Linked DNA regions of Sus scrofa: region 2 is linked to region 1. Evidence: chromatin contacts called from public HiChIP or PLAC-seq data. All regions are on one chromosome and are shown on one strand. Each heading gives the region's core, a stretch centred on a gene start, on an enhancer-like site or on the middle of the called end of the contact. The rest is flanking DNA. Distances are from core to core; before and after follow the strand shown. Region 1 holds the start of NINJ1 (ninjurin-1). Region 2 holds the start of FAM120A (constitutive coactivator of PPAR-gamma-like protein 1).

The links. HiChIP or PLAC-seq counts read pairs in DNA pulled down with a chosen protein or histone mark.
Region 2: an H3K27ac HiChIP or PLAC-seq map of alveolar macrophages shows a contact between it and region 1. The contact joins the promoter of FAM120A here to the promoter of NINJ1 in region 1. A contact is called at or near these places in 2 of 5 promoter capture datasets (fetal liver and liver), 1 of 47 Hi-C or Micro-C datasets (liver) and 2 of 2 datasets of contacts at active chromatin or transcription factors (alveolar macrophages and skeletal muscle).

What each region holds. Positions count from the first base shown.
Region 1 is chr3:42,670,518-42,675,214 of Sscrofa11.1, forward strand. It overlaps NINJ1 (ninjurin-1), which reads right to left and starts at 2,313. Exons shown (of 4, transcript XM_021088145.1): 1 at 2,151-2,313. The coding sequence starts at 2,225.
Region 2 is chr3:42,858,795-42,863,491 of Sscrofa11.1, forward strand. It overlaps FAM120A (constitutive coactivator of PPAR-gamma-like protein 1), which reads left to right and starts at 2,800. Exons shown (of 19, transcript XM_021088177.1): 1 at 2,800-3,337. The coding sequence starts at 2,864. It overlaps LOC102158199 (a long non-coding RNA gene), which reads right to left and starts at 2,567. Exons shown (of 2, transcript XR_302257.2): 1 at 1,876-2,567; 2 at 481-673.

The DNA.
Region 1 (4,697 bases), core at 1,063-3,562:
TCTCGTGTGGCAGGCGAGAAGGTTAAGAACACTGTGTGTCTGGTCTCCAGCACCTCACCCACATTAGCCCATTTAGTACTCACCACAAGCCTCTGCAGGAGGCACCACTCTCACACCATTTCACAGATAAGAAACTGAGGCACAGAGTGATGTGCCCAAGAACACACTGAGACAGGTCCTGAGGGTGGGGAGGGAGAGGAGGGGGGAAGGCAGAGGATGGAAAGCAATGTCGGGTGGGCCTGGGCCCCAGGCAGGGTGAGCAGAGTGACCTTTAGGACTGACACCCCCCCCCCCCCCCGCCGCCAGAGCTTCCCTGTCTGTGATTAGAGACCCCCTGGAAGAATGTATCCCATTCATGTAAGCCTCTGAAGCCCGTAAGGTCTGACCTCCCATATTACCTCTTCACCAGCTCCCATGTGCTTGGTGGTCCAGCCCCCCAGGGACACCCCTGCCTGGGACTCCCTGCCACACATCATGGGATGGGGGCCATACCTCCACCCCATTCCAGTCCTCCAGGGCTCAGCACCAATGTCTCTCCTGATGGGTAAGCCTTCCTGACCCCACTCCCACCTGCCATTACGACCAGCCCCTGGGAGTCTGTCACTTTGGCTCTGGCTTCCCTATCTGAGCTGGTCTCGGCTCTCAGACCAAGTCTGAGCAGTACACGGTGGCATTGCCTGCAGCTGGTCCCAAAGCCAATGCAGTGATTCCTGAGCACACCCATCCTGCTTGCCAAGGCCAAGATGAGCAGATGAGGCTTGGAGTGAAAGTGCAGCCAAAGGCTGGGAGGTGAGCTGAATCCTTCCCTTTCAAACCAGCATCCCAGCCATGTGTTACCTGATGTGCTCTTCCCACTTCCCCAAATGTAGGCAGGGGTCATTTGTTCTCCCTTTTCAGATCATGGGTAGGAGACAGAACAGAGAGGTGAAGCAGCCTCCCCAAGGGCACACAGCCCACTGCTCCAAAGTGCTCACCAGCCAGGGCAGGCCACAGAGGTTGGGGTGGGGGAGGCTCTTCTCAGTCCCCAGTTTCCTCATCTCCAACCTAGGGACAACCCAGGGGCTGTGAGACGTTACTGAAGAGCTAGCAAGATAGCTGGGGCCCTGGAAAGGCTCCTCCAAGGATGGAGAAGAGTGGAAAGGATTACCGATGGGGGGCCAGGGGCATCGGGGAGTCCCACTCTGCAGTCTAGGGCCTTGCCTCACAGGTTCTCCCCTCACCCCCTAAATGTGGCCTGTGACTGCAACATCATCTAGGACTGGTCACCTACACCTGGGCAGTGCCAGTCTCTGTCTGCCTTAGTCTGGCTTACTTGGCTGAGAGGCCACCATCCCTGCCCCCATCCCCAGGGGGTCAGAAATTGAAAGAATGTCCAAAGTCAACAAGTTACCGGAGGGCAGTATGCAGAACTGCGCCACAGAGGCCTTCGGGAAGCACTGGTCCCAGGCAAAGCCGGTCAGGAACTGATACTCCGGGGCTGCCCTAGCAGTGAGACAGGACCCCAGGGCGGGAGAGTATTAGCTCTAATATGGGACCTCTGCCAGGGCCTGCCCCATGTCCACAGCCAGCAGGGCAGGCTCTGGGCAGCCTGAGGATCTGGGGGTGGAGAGAGGAGACGGTACCACAGCGACCACAAGTTCTCCATCAGGGCACGCACAGGATTGTGCAGTCACCGTGGACACCGTGGGTGACGTAACTGTCTGCCCACTGATGGCCAGGGGCCCAGAAGCCGGGATCCTCTCCGCCCAGTCCCGGCGCGCGGCGAACGGGAGATGCAGAATTGGAAGGCAGTGTGGGAGCCGGGAAGTCAGGGGCCAAGGCAGGAAGGCAGTGGAAGGTGGTGCCCAGGCCTTTCGGCTAAGAAGTTCAGAGTGGGCGCTACCCGCCCCCGGCTGCGAATCGCAGCCCCCCAACCCGCCCGCGCCCCTGCTCACATGCCGGGGCGGCAGGATTCCCAGGACCACCGCTGGGCCCCAATCGCGTGGGTAGGGGGCGGGACTCACCCGGCGTGGCGGCCACAGCCACGCTTAGCGCAGCCGCCGCGTAGCAGCCTGTTGGCGCCCCTAGGTGCCTGGAATCCCGGGTGCGGGGCCCAGAGTGGGAGGGCGCGGGCCGAGGTCGCGAAGCGGCGCGGGGTGAGGGGTACTTACCGAGGCGTCTGGGGAGCTGGGCGAGACCGGACGCAGGTCGCCGTTGAGCTCATAATCTTCGAGGCGTGAGTCCATGGTGCGGCGATAGAGTAGCCTCACTCTGGGCCTTCGCGCGGCTTCCTGCAGCCGCGGACCCTCTGCTGCGAGCCCGCCCCCGGCCCGCCCCCGGCCCGCCCCGGAACCGCCTCCTCGGCCAGCCCCGCGGGTGCAGCCTCGCTCACACTCCGCCCCCAGCCGGGGCCTGAAGACCCGGCCAGCGGGACACCGAGGCGTGAGTCCATGGTGCGGCGATAGAGTAGCCTGGCTCCGGGCCTCCATTCACCGTGGAGCGCAGGAGCAGGAGACCCCGGCCTGGGTTTCTACTCTCGGAAGCCCCCTACTTCGCCTGTTGGTGGGCAACGGACGTCCCTCCGTGCTCTTGTCACTTTTTGTTTTTATATAATGATTTTTTTTTCTTTTTTTACATTGTAGCTGGTTTACAGTGTTCTGTCAATTTTCTACTGCACAGCATGGTGACCCATATATGTATACATTCTTTTTTCTGACATTATCATGAACCATCATAGGTGACCAGCAGGAATTGCCCTCCTGTCGCAGCGGAAGCGAATCCGACTAGGAAACATGAAGTTGAGGGTTGGATCCCTGGCCTCGCTCAGAGGGTTAAGGCATTGCCATGAGCTGTGGTGTAGGTCGCAGGTGCGGCTCTGATCCCGTGTTGCTGTGGCTGTGGTGTAGGCCGGCAGCTACAGCTCCGATTTGACCCCTAGCCTGGGAACATCCATATGCCGTGGGTGTGGCCCTTAAAGGACAAACAACAACAACAACAAAGTGACCATAGTTCCCAGTGCTACACAGCAGGATCTTGTCACTTTTAATCCTTAAAGCGAGGGAAAAATCCTTTCCCCAGCTACTTCACTAACTGCCTGGCGCGCCAGTTAGGTAGGGTGTTATTGCCCAGCGAGACTCACCCTGGGGGCCCCGGTGAGGATCTCACCAATACCTCTCCCGCCCCGCAGAAGAAACCTGGGTCAATAAGTTGTCTGGGCCCAACTCACTCTGAGCCTGCGAGCTTTCTCGGCCAGGAAATGGGTGTGTGAAGGCTTCTGACAGGAGCAGAGGGAAGGGGAAGGCAGAGAAGGATCACCGCAGGTTGGGCCCACTTTGTGCCAGTACCCTCTCCGCGCCTCATGAAGCAGCCTCTGTGTCTTCAGGCGGGAGGCAGGGCCCCCTTGCTTGGGGCAGCACCCTGTGCCAGAGCCAACCGCTCAACCTAGCCAGAGCGTGTTGGTTCCTCCAGCCCTTGGCTCAGTCGGCCCTTGTTCCCCAGGACCCGGGCCTTTCCCAGAAGCCAGATTGGTGGGGAGGGGACAGGCGTTATCTCCCTCGGAGGGTATGTGTACGTCCAGGCCCCTGTGTTCCGTCATGTTCTGTCCTGACCCTGACGCAGCCCTCAGGCCTGGCTGATTTTCACTCTTCCTAGTTGCACCCGCCCCCAGCCCCTCTCAAGGGAGAGCAACCAGCCCCCTCCATCCTTCCAGCCACCTTGGGGAGGTGCAGTGGCCTCTGTCAGAGCTCTGTTTCCTGGCTGCTGTAGGACCCTATGACCCTGAACTGCCATTAGAAGCTGTGTGACCTTAGGCAGGTGGCTTGACCTCCCTGTGAGTCAGCTTCCCCATCTGTGAGGGGGAGGTCCTGCTTTTAGCACAGGCATTTGACCAAGGCCATGTGGGCATGAATTTAACCCCTCCTTATAAACCAACGATCACAGGGGGTAAGCAGCAGTGCTCAAGGTCAGAAAGTGGTAAGTGACATTGGCCTGGAGCTGGAGGCTCATTCATTCATTCATTCATCCAGTAACCACAGAGCACCTGCTGTATGCCAGGCCCTGTCCTAAGTGCTATGAGCAGATGGGAGATAGCATGGGGCAGCCCTGCATGGGACCAGGTGCATCACCTTTTGTCTTACAGCCCTGGGAAGCTGTAAGACAAAAGGAGACTCCTGGGGAGACTGTGGTCCTGTGGACAGTAGACGGATGCTCTCCTGGCAGATGTACCTGCCAGCAGGTAGGCACCTATGGGCGTTGGAACCTAGTGCCTGCCTCACCCTGGGGCCTCCTTGTCCCCCCACCCAGTGTGGAGTTTCTTGCTTTCTTCCTTCCTTTTTTCTTTCTTCCTTCCTTTTTTCTTTCTTTCTTTCTTTCTTTCTTTCTTTCTTTCTTTCTTTCTTTCTTTCTTTCTTTCTTTCTTTCTTTCCTTCCTTCCTTCCTTCCTTTCTTCCTTTCCTTTTCAGCCACCCCACAGCATATGGAGATGTGGCAGCACCACATCCTTTAAGCCATTGTGCCAAGCAGGGATCAAACCTGCGTCCAGGCACTGCCCATCCTCTTGCGCCACAGTGGGAACTCCATAGGGGGGGTTTTGAAAGTGAAACCAAAGGCATGGAAAATGTAAGTCATCCTTGGGATTTATCAGAAAAAAGACTCTTTCTGCTAAACCCTGCTCCAGGCCCTCCTCCTGACCTGTTGGCATGTCCACCCCACTCATGGTG
Region 2 (4,697 bases), core at 1,550-4,049, 190 kb after region 1:
GGCCTATGCCACAGCCACAGCAACACCAGATCCGAGCCATGTCTGCAACCTACACCACAGCTCAGGGCAACGCTGGATCCTTAACCCACTGAGCAAGGCCAGGGATCGAACACACAACCTCATGGTTCCTAGCCGGATTTCTTTCTACTGAGCCACGACAGGAAATTTAAGGTCTGCTTTTTGTTTGTTTGTTCTGTTTGTCTTTTAGGGCCCCACCCAAGGCACATGGAAGTTCCTAGGCTCTGGGTCCAATTGGAGCTGTAGCTGCTGCCCTACGCCAGAGGCACAGCAACTTGGGATCTGAGCTTTGTCTGTGACCTACACCACAGCTCATGGCAATGCCAGATCCTTAACACACTGAGCAAGGCCAGGGATCGAACCCATGTCTTCATGGAGACTAGTCAGGTTCGCTAACCACTGAGCCACGATGGGAACTTCCAAGGTCTGCTTTTTAAAAAATTAAATATACTTTTTAAAAAATTAAACACCACGAGCATTTTACTTATGTATATATCACACTGGCCCATATTTGAGGCAAAGTTAGAAGAAATGAAAAAATTCAACTTGTCTTTTCAGGGATAGAGAGTATGGAGGCTTCTTGGAACCTATATGGGTGCAGGCTTCAGTCGGCTCTGCACCTGCTGTATGCGGCTGCTCCTTTACAGAGGTTTTTCTAGAAAAAAGAACACATACGATTGGAGGTAAGTAAAAACACTACTTCCAAACTCCTAAGAGTTCTGAGTTTATAAATACTTCATTTTATGAGACATTAATCTTTTTTTTTAAACATCTTATTGAAGCATATTATAGTATTAAACTCATTTAAAAAACCAGTACTGTAGTTCCCATTGTGGCTCAGCGGAAATGAATCTGACTAGTATCCCTGAGGACGCAGGTTTGATCCCTGGCCTTTCTCAGCAGGTTAAGGATCCAGTGTTGCCATGGGCTGTGATGTAGGTCACAGACGCGGCTCGGATCTGGGGTGGCTGTGGCTGTGGTCAGTAACTACAGCTCCAATTTGACTCCTAGCCTGGGAAGCTCCACATACTGCAGGAGGAGCCCTAAAAAGACAAAAAAAAAAAAAAATAAATAAATAAAAATAAAAAAAAAAAAGAAAGCAATTACTGCAGAACTCTGGGACAGAAGTCATGAAAGTATCTCCTTCCAGAAGATGCTCCTAGAGCAAGGCTTTAAACTTAGGAGTGACCACACAACCTCAGGACAGCAAGAATTAGGGAAAATAGGCATTTCACAGTTGGAACTAAATAGCAAGGAGGCATTTCGCAGGCTGTAACAGACCTATTGCTTTTAAAGTCTCCTCAGTGATTATCTGACACTAAGGCCACTGGTCTACTACATTATAGAGTGTCTGCTATTTCAGGGTCTGGTCCATGAAACCTGTCACTGGTGGGAAAATGATAAAGGGGAGCCTCAGGTAGTGAAACCACTTTGAGGGGGTCAGAGTCAGAACTACCTGTTAAGGAACTCTATCTACTCCCTAAAAGGGAGCTCCAGTGAGGGTCTCCGCTTACAACGCAGCCCTATTTCTCCCAGAAAAGCAGTAATCCCAGCGAGTCGTGGGGTCAATCTGCCACCTTTCTAACTTTCTCAGAATTAGGACTCCACTCCTTATGAACAACTGCAAGTCTGGAGAGTTATTTTCTAAGTTAATTAAAGATACCAATGCGATTAAAGCTGAGAGAGCAGGAGATCATTTCTAAAACTTGGTGACTACACCCAGCACACAGTCTAGTTCCTTTCTCCATTTGGGACAAATGGCTTCTGCTCACCATCCTCCCTCCCAGATGCACCCCGACGTCTACTGCCTGCCTACTCTTCAGTCTGCAGCCACCTCCGCCAGGGCACCGGTCCCACCTTTGGGTGACTGCCCCTGGGACCAGGACGAGACTCTTGGGGTGGCCACACCCCAGGGATGAGACCTCCTCTGGTGACCGTCTCTCAAGGGACTGGATGTGGCTTCCTTGAGGGGATGATACCCCAAGGTCAGGCTGAGGTCTCCTCGGGGTGACCAGCTCCTGGGGATGGACGCGGATTCCTCAGGTGACTGACTCCTGGAGACGGGAAGGGGCCTTCTCTGGGTGACCAGTCCACGGGGGCGCGAGAGGGCCTCCTTGGAATGACCGGCGCAGGGGATGACAATGGGGCTTTCTTATGGCCATCGGCGACGGGCCGGGCCTCCTCCTCGAGGCGACCAGCTTTCAGGATGAGAACTCTTCAGGGTGATCGGATCCCGAGGACACAACGTGGCCTCCTCGGGGTGAGCGGTTCGCAGCGGGGCCGGGAAAGGGATTGTCCGACTGGCTTCCGCGGACAAGACCGTCTGGGGTGACCGTACCCCAGGGATGCGAGGAGGCTTCCCCGGTGACAGCTCTAGGGGTCATAAAGCGGAGGAGGTGAGGCCGCCGCCCCGAGGCCTCCCGGAAGCTCGCGCAGACCCCGCGCACCGCCTGGGCCGGGCGCCCCTCCCGCGGGCCGGGGATCGTGTGGGTAGGGGTCTCAGGCTCCGGCTGCCCGCCCCGCCCCGCGGCACCGCCTCTTCCGCCGGCCCGCGGACGTCAGCCGTCGCCGCCCCGCCCCGCCCCGCCCCGCCGCTGCCGCCGCCGCCGCCCGCGCGAGGCCGCCTCCGCCTGGCCTGGGCCTGGAGCGGCGCACGGCGCAGGTCCCTCCCCGCCATGGCCCTGGGAGGCGGCAGCACATGGCGGCCGCAGCGGCCATGAGCGCGCCCGCGGCCCGGCCCGGCCCCCCCTAGAGCCCGCCCCCGGCCCCGGCCCCGGCTCGCGCCACGGCCCCGCCGCCCCCGGCCCCGCCGCCCCGCCGCCCCGCGCCCGCCGCCGCCGCCGCCATGGGCGTGCAGGGCTTCCAGGACTACATCGAGAAGCACTGCCCGAGCGCCGTGGTGCCGGTGGAGCTGCAGAAGCTGGCCCGGGGCAGCCTGGTGGGCGGCGGGCGGCAGCGGCCCCCGCACACGCCGCTGCGCCTGCTGGTGGACGCCGACAACTGCCTGCACCGCCTCTACGGCGGCTTCTACACCGACTGGGTGAGCGGCGGCCAGTGGAACCACATGCTCGGCTACCTGGCCGCGCTAGCCAAGGCCTGCTTCGGCGGCAACATCGAGCTCTTCGTCTTCTTCAACGGCGCGCTCGAGAAGGCGCGGCTGCACGAATGGGTCAAGCGGCAGGGCAACGAGCGCCAGACGGCGCAGCAGATCGTCAGCCATGTCCAGAACAAGGGCACCCCGCCGCCCAAGGTCTGGTTCCTGCCACCCGTCTGCATGGCGCACTGCATCCGCCTGGCGCTCATCCGCTTCCACGTCAAGGTGCGGCCCGCTGAGAGGGCGGGCGGGCTGGCCGGGGTCGGTAGGGGCCGACGGGCCGGCCAGGGGCAGGGTTGGAAGCCCGGGCCGGCCGGGGTCGCTTCAATTCAGGGTCAGGGTGGGCCGGGATCTGGAGTCCGCGGTCAGAGTTGGACTGGAGTCTGGAGTGGGCGGGTGGTCTGGGGTCCGGGCCTGGGTCTGAGTCTGGAGCCCGGGGCCGAGTCCGAGTCTGGAATCTGCGTTTGGGCCGGGGTTGGGATCTGGGGTCTCTGCGGGCCAGGAGCTGAAGTTGGAGCCGGGCTGGGGCCGGGGCCCCGGTGGGGGTCTGGGCCCCGGGGACCGCAGGTTCCTCTCCCCTCCTGGTCTGTCTGACGGACCTGCTGCAAAATGGACGCGCGGCCTGGAGTCCGGCCGGCGGCTGCGAGTGCCCGGGATCTGGGGGCCTGGGTTGCCCCAGGCGGTAGCTGCAAGCTCGGAGGGCACAGTGCCGCCCTTGCTGAGATCCCGCGTATTCCTCCACTCTTTAAAGCTCCTAACGTCAACTTTCATGAGACATTCGTTTTCGAATTTCGCAAGACTTGAACAGCAACAGGTTTTTTTGTGGGAGCAGGTGGGCTGGCTGGCAACAGGAAGGGGTCTCCATCCATTGAGGGTGGATTGAAGTTCTGCCTACTGCGGTCACTCCGGCTCAGCTGGGGGCAGTGACCTGGGCAAGGCCTGAGGAATTGGTCTCTTCTTGAGAACTCAGGCCTGGGTCCAGGTTCCCTGTAAGATGGTAGTTTTTCGAGAAATTGGTTTTTGTGTGCATTAGATTTCAAAGAGCCATAAAGTTTGACATGGAATTCTGTTAGTTCTGTACTGAGAGTCTGCGTGAAAAAGTCTTTGGTTCTGTGTATGTGATGTGAAACGAGTAGCTTAAAAGTCAGGGCGAAGAGAATGTGAATCAGAGTTTCCAGGATTTATTTCTCTGCACAGTGAAGAGTCTGCCACTTTGGGCTGTGCACTCAGGTAATCAGAGCTTCGACTGTCCAGCACTCTGCTGTCCATTTGGCAGAAGGCTCCTCCCTGAACTCAGGCCAAGGAGTGCTTCAGGACCCAGCAGTGATGGCAGAGATTACATGCAAATCAATGACCCTTGACTTGAGTTTCGATTGCTTCCTTTTCCACAGTGGTTCTTTTAAAAATTTTGGGGGGGGCTGTTTTGGTTTTCTGACTGCTGCCACTCTGCCTTCCAATGTGTTTGTCCTTCCTTTATTTCTGCTTGAAACTGTGCCTGATCCCAAAGTTTGTGAAATTCGAACTTCCTGACTGCTCTGCCTGTGCTGAGATGGTGGGGGTTAAGCCTAAAGTGATAGCGGAAGTC